2 separate regions of the Triticum aestivum genome follow, and region 1 is linked to region 2. A link is a contact called in public Hi-C data. All regions are on one chromosome and are shown on one strand. Each heading gives the region's core, a stretch centred on a gene start, on an enhancer-like site or on the middle of the called end of the contact. The rest is flanking DNA. Distances are from core to core; before and after follow the strand shown.

Region 1 (5,282 bases), core at 1,408-3,907, 330 kb after region 2:
CATTGTAATTTTTCTTACCTTAACTATGAGAAAATGTTGATAGAATTAGAAAAATGTTCTCAGGCTTGAGAAAATTTCTGTGATTTTTTTGTAATGTTATGCACTGTAAAAAAGCCCTCCGTAATTCAAAAATAATAATTACTACCATTAAAAAAATATACGTGCCATTTTTAAAAAAAGTATCCAACTTAAAAAAATGTACTAGTTGTTCAAAAAAAACGTTTCATGTAATTAAATTTAAAAAAAATATTAAAACAATATGTATTCAAGGAAATTTATGAAATACATGTATTTCAGAAATGTTCGACATGTGTTAAAAAATTATGTATGTATATGAAAATGTACACTGTGTACTGAAAACACACACATGCACTAGAAAGGTAGATAAAAAGAACAAAAAATACAAAGAAAAAATGGTGAAAACAAAGGAAAGAAACAAACAAAACCCACACAGGAAACAAATAAAACAAGAAAACAGCAAAGAAACACAAAAACTAGAAAATCCAAAAAAAAGAATAACAAACACAAGAACACGAAGGAAAAAATTGCAGCCGGAAAACCTCTCCTGCTGGAACACAAATTAGGCTAGCCCGAGAGCTCCTAGTCGGTGCTTGAGGCACCTGATCGTTGAACTGCCGCTCATGCAGCTTTGCTTGGGCCGGCCAAATAAAAGGCATCCGCTCGTTGGTCGCCACTTCCTTCGCATGCTTGTCCCTCGTGGTTCTCTCGTTCATTGTTGATTCTTGGGTTTTTTTAAAGACATAGAGTTCTTGAAATAAAAAAAAGTTGAAAATAAGTTTGTAAATTTCGAAAAATAGGTCAAAAATTTGTGAAAGTTCATGAATTTGAGAAAAGTTCACAAATCTGAAAAAAATTCAAAAAGTAGAAAAAAGTTCATGAATTTGAGAAAAGTTCATAAATATGAATAAGGTTCAAGACCTGGAAAGTTCATAACTTAAAAAAAGTCCAAAAAATGATTTTTTTTTCATGAATTTCAAAAACAGTTCACAAAAAACAATTGTACATTTTTTAAATTGTCACAAAATTTGAAAGAAGTTCATGAACTTTAAATTTGAAAAAGGCTTCAGTGGTCAAAAAAATTGCAAAAACAAATCCAAAATTGGAAAAGGATCACGCATTTGAAAAATATAAAAAAGATAAAAGAAAAAAGAAAACAACCACAAGCAGTTCTACAAGAAAAGCAAAAGAAACCTACCCCCCAAAAAGTAAAGAAAACCGGCTCATTTGCCTTTTGGGGGTCGAAGGAAACCAGAAAACCGATGAAGGTGAGACTAGAATTGGCTGGCCCATTTATGACGTAGCGATCGCTCCACCATGCGCTGCGTATGAGCCTGGGAGCTATATCTCGGTTAATTCGAGTAGTCCTTCCGTCTCGAGTGAAGCTTCGACCCTGAACTGTAGCTACATGACCGACCCATTTCTTTTTTATTCATTGTGTTTCGTTCGGGTTCGCTTGCTGGGTTTAGTTCATGGGTTTTTTCCCTGTGTAGATTTTTCTATAGTTTTTATGTTTTGTATTTTTTGGTTTTTATTTCTTCATCTGTTTTATGTCTTCTTTTTATTTCTCTTTATTTTTGGATATTTTATGTTTGTCCTCGGATTTTCTGTTCTTTTCACTATTTTCCTTTGGTTTTCTTGTTTCCCTTTTCTCTTCAATTTTCTTGTTTCTTTCTTAGTTTCCTTATTTTATCTTCGGTTGTCTCGTTTTTCTTTATTTTTCTTTGTTTCCTTATGGGTTTCGCGGTTTCTTTATTTTTCTGCAAAACCTTGGGAAACCTAAACGAAAACCTTTTTTTCAAAAAAAAACCATTAGAAAATCCCATCCAAACCCCGAAGACACATACACAATCTTTTTATAAAAATGAAATCTAGAGAGAATGGCCAGCACACGATGTGTGGCGATGGCTAGACACACTACTTGACGTGTTCTAAGGACACCAAAAATAATCGTTGGAGGTCCCCCGCAAGGGGTAACATATAGTTAATTGCTCTTCTTTAACGGGCACTTAAGGCGGTGAATAAGAGTTGATGGTTGACCAATCTCGCAACAGGCGAGAAATAGCTCCCGTGGAGGTCTATCAATCCAGCAACCCACCAACAGCACACCCAACCGAGGAAAATAGTGCACTAGAATCCTATCGTGCCTGCACACTAGACCTGGCCAGATGAGCCGGCCCAACACTACACGGCACATTGTGAGTTATACGGGCAAGGCACCGCCCAGCCAGGCACGGTAACTACACGGGTCGTGCTGGACCGGAACTTGTGCTGGATTCCCTGGCCCAGGCACGACATAGTAAAGAAATGGGCCGGCCCATCGACACGATCATCACGTCTGATTTTGGCTATTTTGACGTGCCGGGCCAGGCACGATCAGCATGCGGGTTATATATATAATCTGTACAAATAAATAAAAAACTAAATGGGCCATGACATTCCGGCACTTGTGCCCAGCCTTGCGGCCCTAGGCGGGCCACGCGCCAGCACGGCCCGCCAAATGACATGCCAGGCCAGGCACGCGGGTTATCGGGCCGGCACGCTAAGACCGGCCCATTTGGCAAGGTTTGCTGCACACACACCGCTCCCTCCAATCTAACTAACCTAGCCGCCACACTTCCTAAAAAAAACCCTAGCCGCCGGCCCGCCACACCCCACCCGCTCGACCTGCTGCCGGCCGTCGTCTTCCCCCTCGACGCCGCGGCCCACCCAACCGTTGGATCGGAATATTCCGCCTCCCGCGTGGACGCGCCCCCTCGCGCCGCCGCTCCGCTCACATACCACGTACACGCTACCTAGGGTTCGCTCTTTCCCTCCCCGCCGCCGCCACCGCCACCGCCGACGCCGATGGCGCAGCGCTGGCGCTCGAAGGCGCGGCGCGACCCGGACCTGGACGACGCTGGCTCGCCCTCTCCCGCGCGGCCCCGCGCGCCCCCCAGCGACGACGAGGACGAGGAGGGCAACGAGGATCTCACCCTCGAGATCGTCGCGCGGGCGCGGCGGCGCGAGGCCGCGGGAGGCCAGCCCGGGTTCGCCGAGGTGCTCTCCCTGTCCTCTGACGAGGAGGTCGACGAGGACGCCGTCGTGGAGCTCGGCGAGGCCGACCCCAGCAGGAGGAAGGACAAGAAGAAGAAGAAGCAGCGCCGCAAGGAGAGGAGGAAGAAGCAGCGCAAGGAGGACGACGCAGCCGCCGTCAAGGAGGAGGTAATTGTTGCTTGGCCTAAGCTTAGCTCGTGATTATGCAGTACCATGTGTTTATTTTTAGCAATCGAAATATCGTATGCACACAGGATTTTGATAGAGGCTTCAGTAGCAATGTCGTGTAGAATCACCTTGAATTGGAAGCTTTGTATGTGGTTCAACTGCCTCAAGTGTGAGCTCACTGGAAGCTTTGCCTTTTCAACGTTTGGATCTAGAGGAGCATTCTTCTTTGCTAATGCTGCCTTATTGCTACGATTTTTTTGGTTAACTATATGCTTTACCAGGAGTCAATGGTCGGCACTACCCAATTTCCTTCTTTGGAAACGGTATAAAAGGCAGTATGCTGCTCTTTCCTACACAGAAGGCACTTACTTTTGTTTTCTTACAAATCAAAGTGATACGGTGTTTTTGTTTTTGTCCGTTAACAGTAAGTAAAACATGTGCACGCTAAAACATTCATGAACTGAATAGTGGATTGAAAAGCTCGGCTTGTGTAGAACAACTGATTTTATCTTATTAGTGGATCGACATCTGTGTTTGATGTTCCTTTGTTGGGAACAAATATGATAGTCTTCCTGGAGCTGCAGTTGATGATTGTATTTGTCCCTTTCAGCCTCAGGTTGCTGGCACTCAGGAGGGGAACACTGGGACAGTGGAATCAGTGCCCACCGAAGATGGCGTTGATGCCCCTGTATCTGATAACACAGTTCTGCGGAAGCTTCTTGTAAGTGCCAAGTGATTTTTTCCTTGCAGTGAATTTCCCTGTACATGGATAACGGTGGTAAGCTGATAGTTATGTTGCTTCTGCTTATGACCAGCGTATACCAAGATACTTTGATCCTGGGGAAACTATATTGGAGACTTGCTTTAACTGTGGTGAGGAAGGTCATGTGGCTGTAAACTGCCCAATGGAGAAGCGGAAGAAGCCTTGCTTCGTTTGTGGATTGTTTGGACACAATGCGAAACAGTGCACGCAGGTTGGTCTCTCTAGCTCGGACGAATTATCGCTCCGTGACTTGGGTATGTCCACTCATACCCTTGATGAGCTCACTTTATATGGTTTCCTTTTCCAGAGGTTTTTTCCTTGCTTTTTATGTGTCTGTCTCGTTTAGGGTGCCATCATCTCATTTAGGTTGCCACCAGGCAAATGTTGAGACCTTGATTAACTCTGTCATTCAATATAATTTGGTCAACAAATTCTAGGACACTTGATCATACTCATTTGCTGTACTAACTTAAACATTAAGTGCAAAAGGCCACAAACATCAGGAAAACGCGTTCTGTTCAAATTCATTCTCCAGTCAATCCTAATTTAAACAACTCATTCTACCAATCATGCAAGTTCAATTTTGCATCAAGTAGTTTGTGCTTCCAGATCTATTCGTTCATTGTTCTTGTGTCGTACTTGTCATACCATTTGAAGGGGAGTGATACCCGTGCTTTATGACATGTGATTTCTTTGGAGGGATCCTCCTTTCGGACTGATTCATGCATGCATGCATATTCTTAGTTTAAGATTCCAATAGTACTGTCTATATTGCCTGTGCTTGTGGGTTGCACGTGTAGATTATTTTGGGCTCACATCCTAAATAGCCTTGATCTGCAAATGCTTCTTTCCAGGGGTTGTCATTGTCAGGAATCAAATATCTCTTAATTCTTTTTGTAGGGTCAAGAGTGTTTCATCTGCAAAAAAGGAGGTCATATGGCGAAAGATTGCCCTGACAAGCACACAAAGAATACTCAGCAATACACCGCATTGTGTTTGAGATGCGGAGAAACAGGCCATGATATGTTTGGATGTTCCAATGATTATCCACTGGATGATGTCAAGGTGAGTTCATTTTTGCCATTATTGTCTTCTCAAAATTTTCATCTTGCTGCCGCAGATGAGTGTTCGTATGCTGGTTACTTGCCTCTTTATAACAAAGTGATGCTCCTTTATGTTTTCTGAAGAAGGTTACGAAAGCCTGAAAGATACTCTTTCTTCAAAACTTTGATCTGAAGAAAAAGGTCTATAAATGTATTGTGCCCTGACCTGGTTGATTAAATTGCTGGGATACACT
Region 2 (5,385 bases), core at 396-2,895:
AGGATCCACTTTCAGCACCTTGAGGATAAGGTGGCTGGCAAACTTCCTCCGTGGCAAGGAAGACATGTCGCTACCGCCGGTCGGGCCGTCCTTGTCAAAGTTGTTCTCACTGCCATTGCCATTTACCACCTCACGCCGCTCAACATCCCAGCTAAGGTCCTTAGAAAGATTGATTCTATCCGTCGCGCTTATCTTTGGGCGGGCACCGACAAGGTTTCTGGTGGGAAATGCAAAGTCAATTGGGACCTTGTTTGCAAGCCTAAGAAGCACGGTGGCTTAGGGGTGCTCAACTTGGACAAGTTTGCTAAGGCTCTTAGGCTTCGATGGCTCTGGTTCGAGTGGCAAGAGCCCACAAAACCGTGGATTGGTATGGGTACGCCATGCACTGATGAAGACAGGGACTTTTTTGCAGCTGCCACTTCCGTCACAGTTGGCAATGGGCATGTGGCTAAGTTCTGGAACTCCTCCTGGCTTGATGGCATGCGCCCACGGGACCTAGCGCCTGGCATTTTCGACCTCTCCCGAAGGAAAAACTGCTCGGTCAAACAGGCTTTAACAAACAACACTTGGATCTCTCATATTGACTTCTCCGACGGTCTCACAGTAGACCATGTCCACCAGTTCGTCGCACTTTGGGAGAAGATTGACTCGGTCACTCTGGATGAGGACGTGGAGGATTCCATTATTTGGAAGTTCACCAAGGACGGATCGTACTCAGCTTCCTCGGCTTACAAGGCGCAGTTTGAGGGCCTAACTACGTCAGCCATGGTCCTATCGGTGTGGAAGGTGTGGGCTCCTTTGCGTGCTGTGCCACAGCAGCAGCGTGTGTGCACCCACGCAAAGCACCAAACAAACCAGAGAGAAATACTCTAGCAGCGAGGCGGAAGCGAACAAGCGAGCGTCACATGCCGACAGGGCCGCGCGAGCGGCAGAGCAGAGCTCAGCTCAGCTCAGTCACCCGGCGGCCGCAGCGGAGGACTGAACGCGTCGCACCCCACCGTCCCCGGCCGACTCGCCCGCTCCCGCTCCCGCTCCCGCTCCCGGTGGAACAGACGAGAGCGAATCTCCAGGCAAGCGACCCGCCCCGACAAAACAATCTCCGGATCCCATCCGACCCGATCCCAACCCCAACCGCGCCCCATGCGCGCGGCCCCGGCCCCGGCACCGGCTGCCGTTCACTCCTTTTTTTTTCTTTTTTTTTCTTTCGACGAAAACCAGCTGCTGTTACCCGGCCGTTGCATTATTATTAGCACTCCTACTACTAGTCGGTTCGTGATCACGGCATCGCCATGAGAGCGAGAGTCATGTGAATCCACACATGCAGAACGCTTTTCCGATGAGTAACAGGCGGTGCGCGATGGAGTGGTGGATACTCCTCCTCCTACGCCCACCACCACCACTAATGATGTGATGATTAACACTAGTACTACTAACCCAGGCCCGCCGCTAAACCCGTGGGCAAAAATAGGAGGCCGGCAAGGCAGTGGACTAGTGTTAGTAGAGTAGTAGCACCTTTTTGTACGCGCTGGGAACCGAACTGAACTGATCCGATCCGAAACAAAAGCAGCGAGCAACTGAACTGCTAGACAAGCAATAGTTTATTCATTCATTAAGCCGCTCATCACAAAGTATAGGGGTACTACTCGCCTAATCCGCTTCCCTTTAGCCTTGACCTACCCTTTGCTGCTGCCCTATTTAGCCCTCCTGCGCCCGCGTGTCAGCTGCAGTCTGGAGGAATCTGAGCCTGCCGCTGCCCTGCCCCTGCTGCACCTGAGGGAGACTGTAGAGAAGGCAGGGGAGGGGAGGGGAGGGGAGGGAGGAGGGAGGCAACCGCAGCAGAGGCGCATACACACAGACGGACCGCTTCGTCCTCGCCCGCCCGCCCCTGTCCGTCCTCGCTCGGTTTGGAGGGATCTGCTGCCGCGCCTGCGCCGCTTTCAGAGGTGAGTGACTAGTCGACGGACGGATGGATGAATCGCGGTGCTGTCGGTCGGGGCTTCGCTTTCGTGCGTTCTTTCGTTGCTTTTCCTCTGCGGCAGCGCCCGTCTCTGACCCCAAAATTCTCTCTTTCTTTCTCTTGTGCCTTTCGCCCAGCCTTTCTCAGCGAGCGAGCTCTGCTCTGATGGTCGTGGTGGCGGCGGCGGCGGCGGTGGAAAAGTTTCTGGTGGTAGTGGTGGTGGGGGGTGGTGGGGGGACGGCCTAATTCTGGTGGGATTATTTGCTTTGCACTGCTGTGACGGGCGGTGCAGTGAGTGGAGGAGGCGGGACAGGAGGAGGAGGAGGGGATGATTACGTTCGTGGACTCGGCGGCGGGGGAGCGGGAGAGGGGGGAGGGGCCGCGCTGCCTGGACCCGCAGCTGTGGCACGCCTGCGCCGGCGGCATGGTGCAGATGCCACCGCCCGGCTCCAGGGTCTACTACTTCCCGCAGGGCCACGCGGAGCACGCGCAGGGCCAGGCCGGCGCCGTCGACTTCCCGCCGGGGGCCCGCCTCCAGGCGCTCGTCCTCTGCCGCGTCGCCGCCGTCCGCTTCATGGCCGATCCGGACACCGATGAGGTCTTCGCCAAGATCCGCCTCGTCCCCGCCCGGCCCCAGGACGACGCCGACGACGCCATTGCCGCCGCCGCCGCCGGGCAGGAGGACAAGCCCGCCTCCTTCGCCAAGACGCTCACGCAGTCCGACGCCAACAACGGCGGCGGCTTCTCGGTGCCGCGCTACTGCGCCGAGACCATCTTCCCGCGGCTCGACTACTCCGCCGACCCGCCCGTCCAGACCGTGCTCGCCAAGGACGTGCACGGCGTCGTCTGGAAGTTCCGCCACATCTACCGCGGCACGCCCCGCCGCCACCTCCTCACCACGGGGTGGAGCTCCTTCGTCAATCAGAAGAAGCTCGTCGCCGGGGACTCCATCGTCTTCATGAGGACCGAGAACGGGGATCTCTGCGTCGGCATCCGCCGCGCCAAGAAGGGGGGCATCGGCGGCCCGGAGCTGCTGCCCCCGCCCCCGCCGGCGGCGACCGGCAATTACGGGGGATTCTCCATGTTCCTGAGGGGGGAGGAGGACGGCGGCAACAAGATGATGGGGGCGAGGGGGAAGGTGAAGGTGAGGGTGCGGCCGGAGGAGGTCGCCGAGGCGGCCAATCTTGCCGCCAGCGGGCAGCCGTTCGACGTGCTCTACTACCCGAGGGCGAGCACGCCGGAGTTCTGCGTGAGGGCGGCCGCGGTCAGGGCGGCGATGCGCACCCAGTGGTGCCCCGGCATGAGGTTCAAGATGGCCTTCGAGACGGAGGACTCGTCCAGGATCAGCTGGTTCATGGGGACTGTGTCGGCCGTGCAGGTGGCCGACCCCATTCGATGGCCCAATTCACCTTGGAGACTTCTTCAGGTACTACTTCATTGGGAGTACATCTCCACTTCTCCATCACTCATCTCATCCGTAGTTGTATTAAATTGTGTACAAATCCATCCTCTCTAGGACAGCACCACAAGATTGCAGTCCTTGTATTGACTAGTAATTGAATTGATTGCTAGTAGTAGAATCATGCATTTAACTGTCAAAATGTTGAAGAATTCTTTCTCGGTACTATGGCCTTGTGCTGCAGGTGACTTGGGATGAACCGGACCTGCTACAGAATGTGAAGAGGGTGAGTCCATGGCTGGTTGAGCTGGTCTCAAACATGCCGGCCATTCACCTCGCTCCGTTCTCGCCGCCTCGGAAGAAGCTCTGTGTTCCGTTCTACCCCGACCTCCCGGTCGACGGCCAGTTTCCGGCCCCGATGTTCCACGGAAACCCACTCGGACGCGGCGGCGTCGGTCCGATGTGCTATTTCCCGGACGGCACTCCTGCAGGCATACAGGGAGCCAGGCATGCTCAATTTGGTATATCTTTATCAGATCTCCACCTTAACAAACTGCAGTCGAGTCTGTCACCGCACGGGCTTCACCAGGTCGATCACGGCGGGCAGCCGAGGATCGCCGCTGGGCTCATCATCGGTCACCCGGCTGCGCGAGACGACATCTCGTGCATGCTGACCATTGGCAATCACCAGAGCAACAACAAGTCAGATGTCAAGAAGGCTTCACCCCAGCTGATGCTCTTTGGGAAACCCATACTCACTGAGCAGCAGATCACTTTAGGCAACTCTGGGGGTTTCTCTCCATCTGCTGCTAGGAAGAGCTCCTCTGAAATGAGTGCCGAGAAGTCGGCGAATAACTCTGATCTTCCAAGCCCACAAAGCAACCAGAATGGCACTACGAAGAACTTGTCCTGTCGAGGAGTTCCATTGTGCCAGGACAACAAGGTACTTGATCTCGGGCTGGATACCGGGCACTGCAAGATATTCATGCAATCAGAGGACGTCGGGCGCACACTTGATCTCACTGCTGTTGGCTCGTACGAAGAGTTATATCGCCGGCTTTCCGACATGTTCGGTATGGAAAAAGCCGAGCTGATGAGCCATGTTTTCTACCGTGATGCAGCCGGGGCGCTCAAACACACCGGAGATGAACCTTTCAGGTTTGTATGATTTCAGATTAAAATGTATGTTTCTGGTCAAGCATTAGTTTACTCGTTTCATCTTGTCTTTTTAAAATGCTTGGTAGTCATTTTAGAATCGGTTAGGTATTTGGTCACATCCACTCTTCAAATATATAGAAGTGCCTGTTTCCTAATTTTCTATTAGCATAGTTGGTTAGAAACTCCCAGTTTGCCTGTTTATTCCACCTAACATTACACATCTGTTGGCCTCAATATCACCAATTTAAACCCTGCATCTATTGCAAGACCTCGGAAATGGCCACATTTGTATCAGTAGTTGCGGATTTTCTTCTAATACATCCAAATCGACGTATCTTCAGGCACCGAAACTCTAGGTGTTGTTGCCTTGGAAGCATCCTGCTCCTTATGGTACTTTGACTTTACGAGTTCCCTCCGATGACCACTAATGTTTCCTTATTGTTGAAGGAAACATCATCTTCTGCCACAAAACATTTTTCTCTCTTTCTCCATTTGTTGGCCGGACTACATACTAACCTAATTCGAAAACTTTGCTGTGAATTTTGCAGTGACTTCACGAAGACGGCGCGTAGGCTGACCATACTAACGGACACGAGCGGCGACAGCAGCGTAGCGAGCTAGGAGGAATGAGGAAGGGGAAGCTCTTTCTCCACTTGTATGCTCAGCCGGGACGAGCGCAGCGGCACAGCACGGTGGCGATTCTCAGAGCGCATAGATAGCGTGGTGGCGGCAAATTCCGCAGCCTGGATGCAAGTCAAGAAGCACCACCGCTGCAGGCAGCTTCAGTTTTTCTCCAATTGTTAGAGAGCTCCCAGAATGGGACGGGGTGATTGTTTGTGTGGTGATCCATGAACAGTTTTTCCTTCTTTTT

What was found. Hi-C and Micro-C count contacts between places; a contact is called where the count stands out from the background.
Region 1: a contact with region 2 is called in a Hi-C map of leaf, with 3 times the contacts expected there. The contact joins the promoter of LOC123158188 here to the promoter of LOC123156694 in region 2. A contact is called at or near these places in 2 of 5 Hi-C or Micro-C datasets (both in leaf) and 1 of 1 datasets of contacts at active chromatin or transcription factors (leaf).

The regions. Positions count from the first base shown.
Region 1 is chr7B:608,020,096-608,025,377 of IWGSC CS RefSeq v2.1, forward strand. It overlaps LOC123158188 (zinc finger CCHC domain-containing protein 7), which reads left to right and starts at 2,658. Exons shown (of 7, transcript XM_044576275.1): 1 at 2,658-3,222; 2 at 3,833-3,943; 3 at 4,038-4,196; 4 at 4,886-5,050. The coding sequence starts at 2,866.
Region 2 is chr7B:607,688,555-607,693,939 of IWGSC CS RefSeq v2.1, forward strand. It overlaps LOC123156694 (auxin response factor 18), which reads left to right and starts at 1,646. Exons shown (of 3, transcript XM_044574856.1): 1 at 1,646-3,383; 2 at 3,601-4,514; 3 at 5,063-5,385. The coding sequence starts at 2,286. The coding sequence ends at 5,135.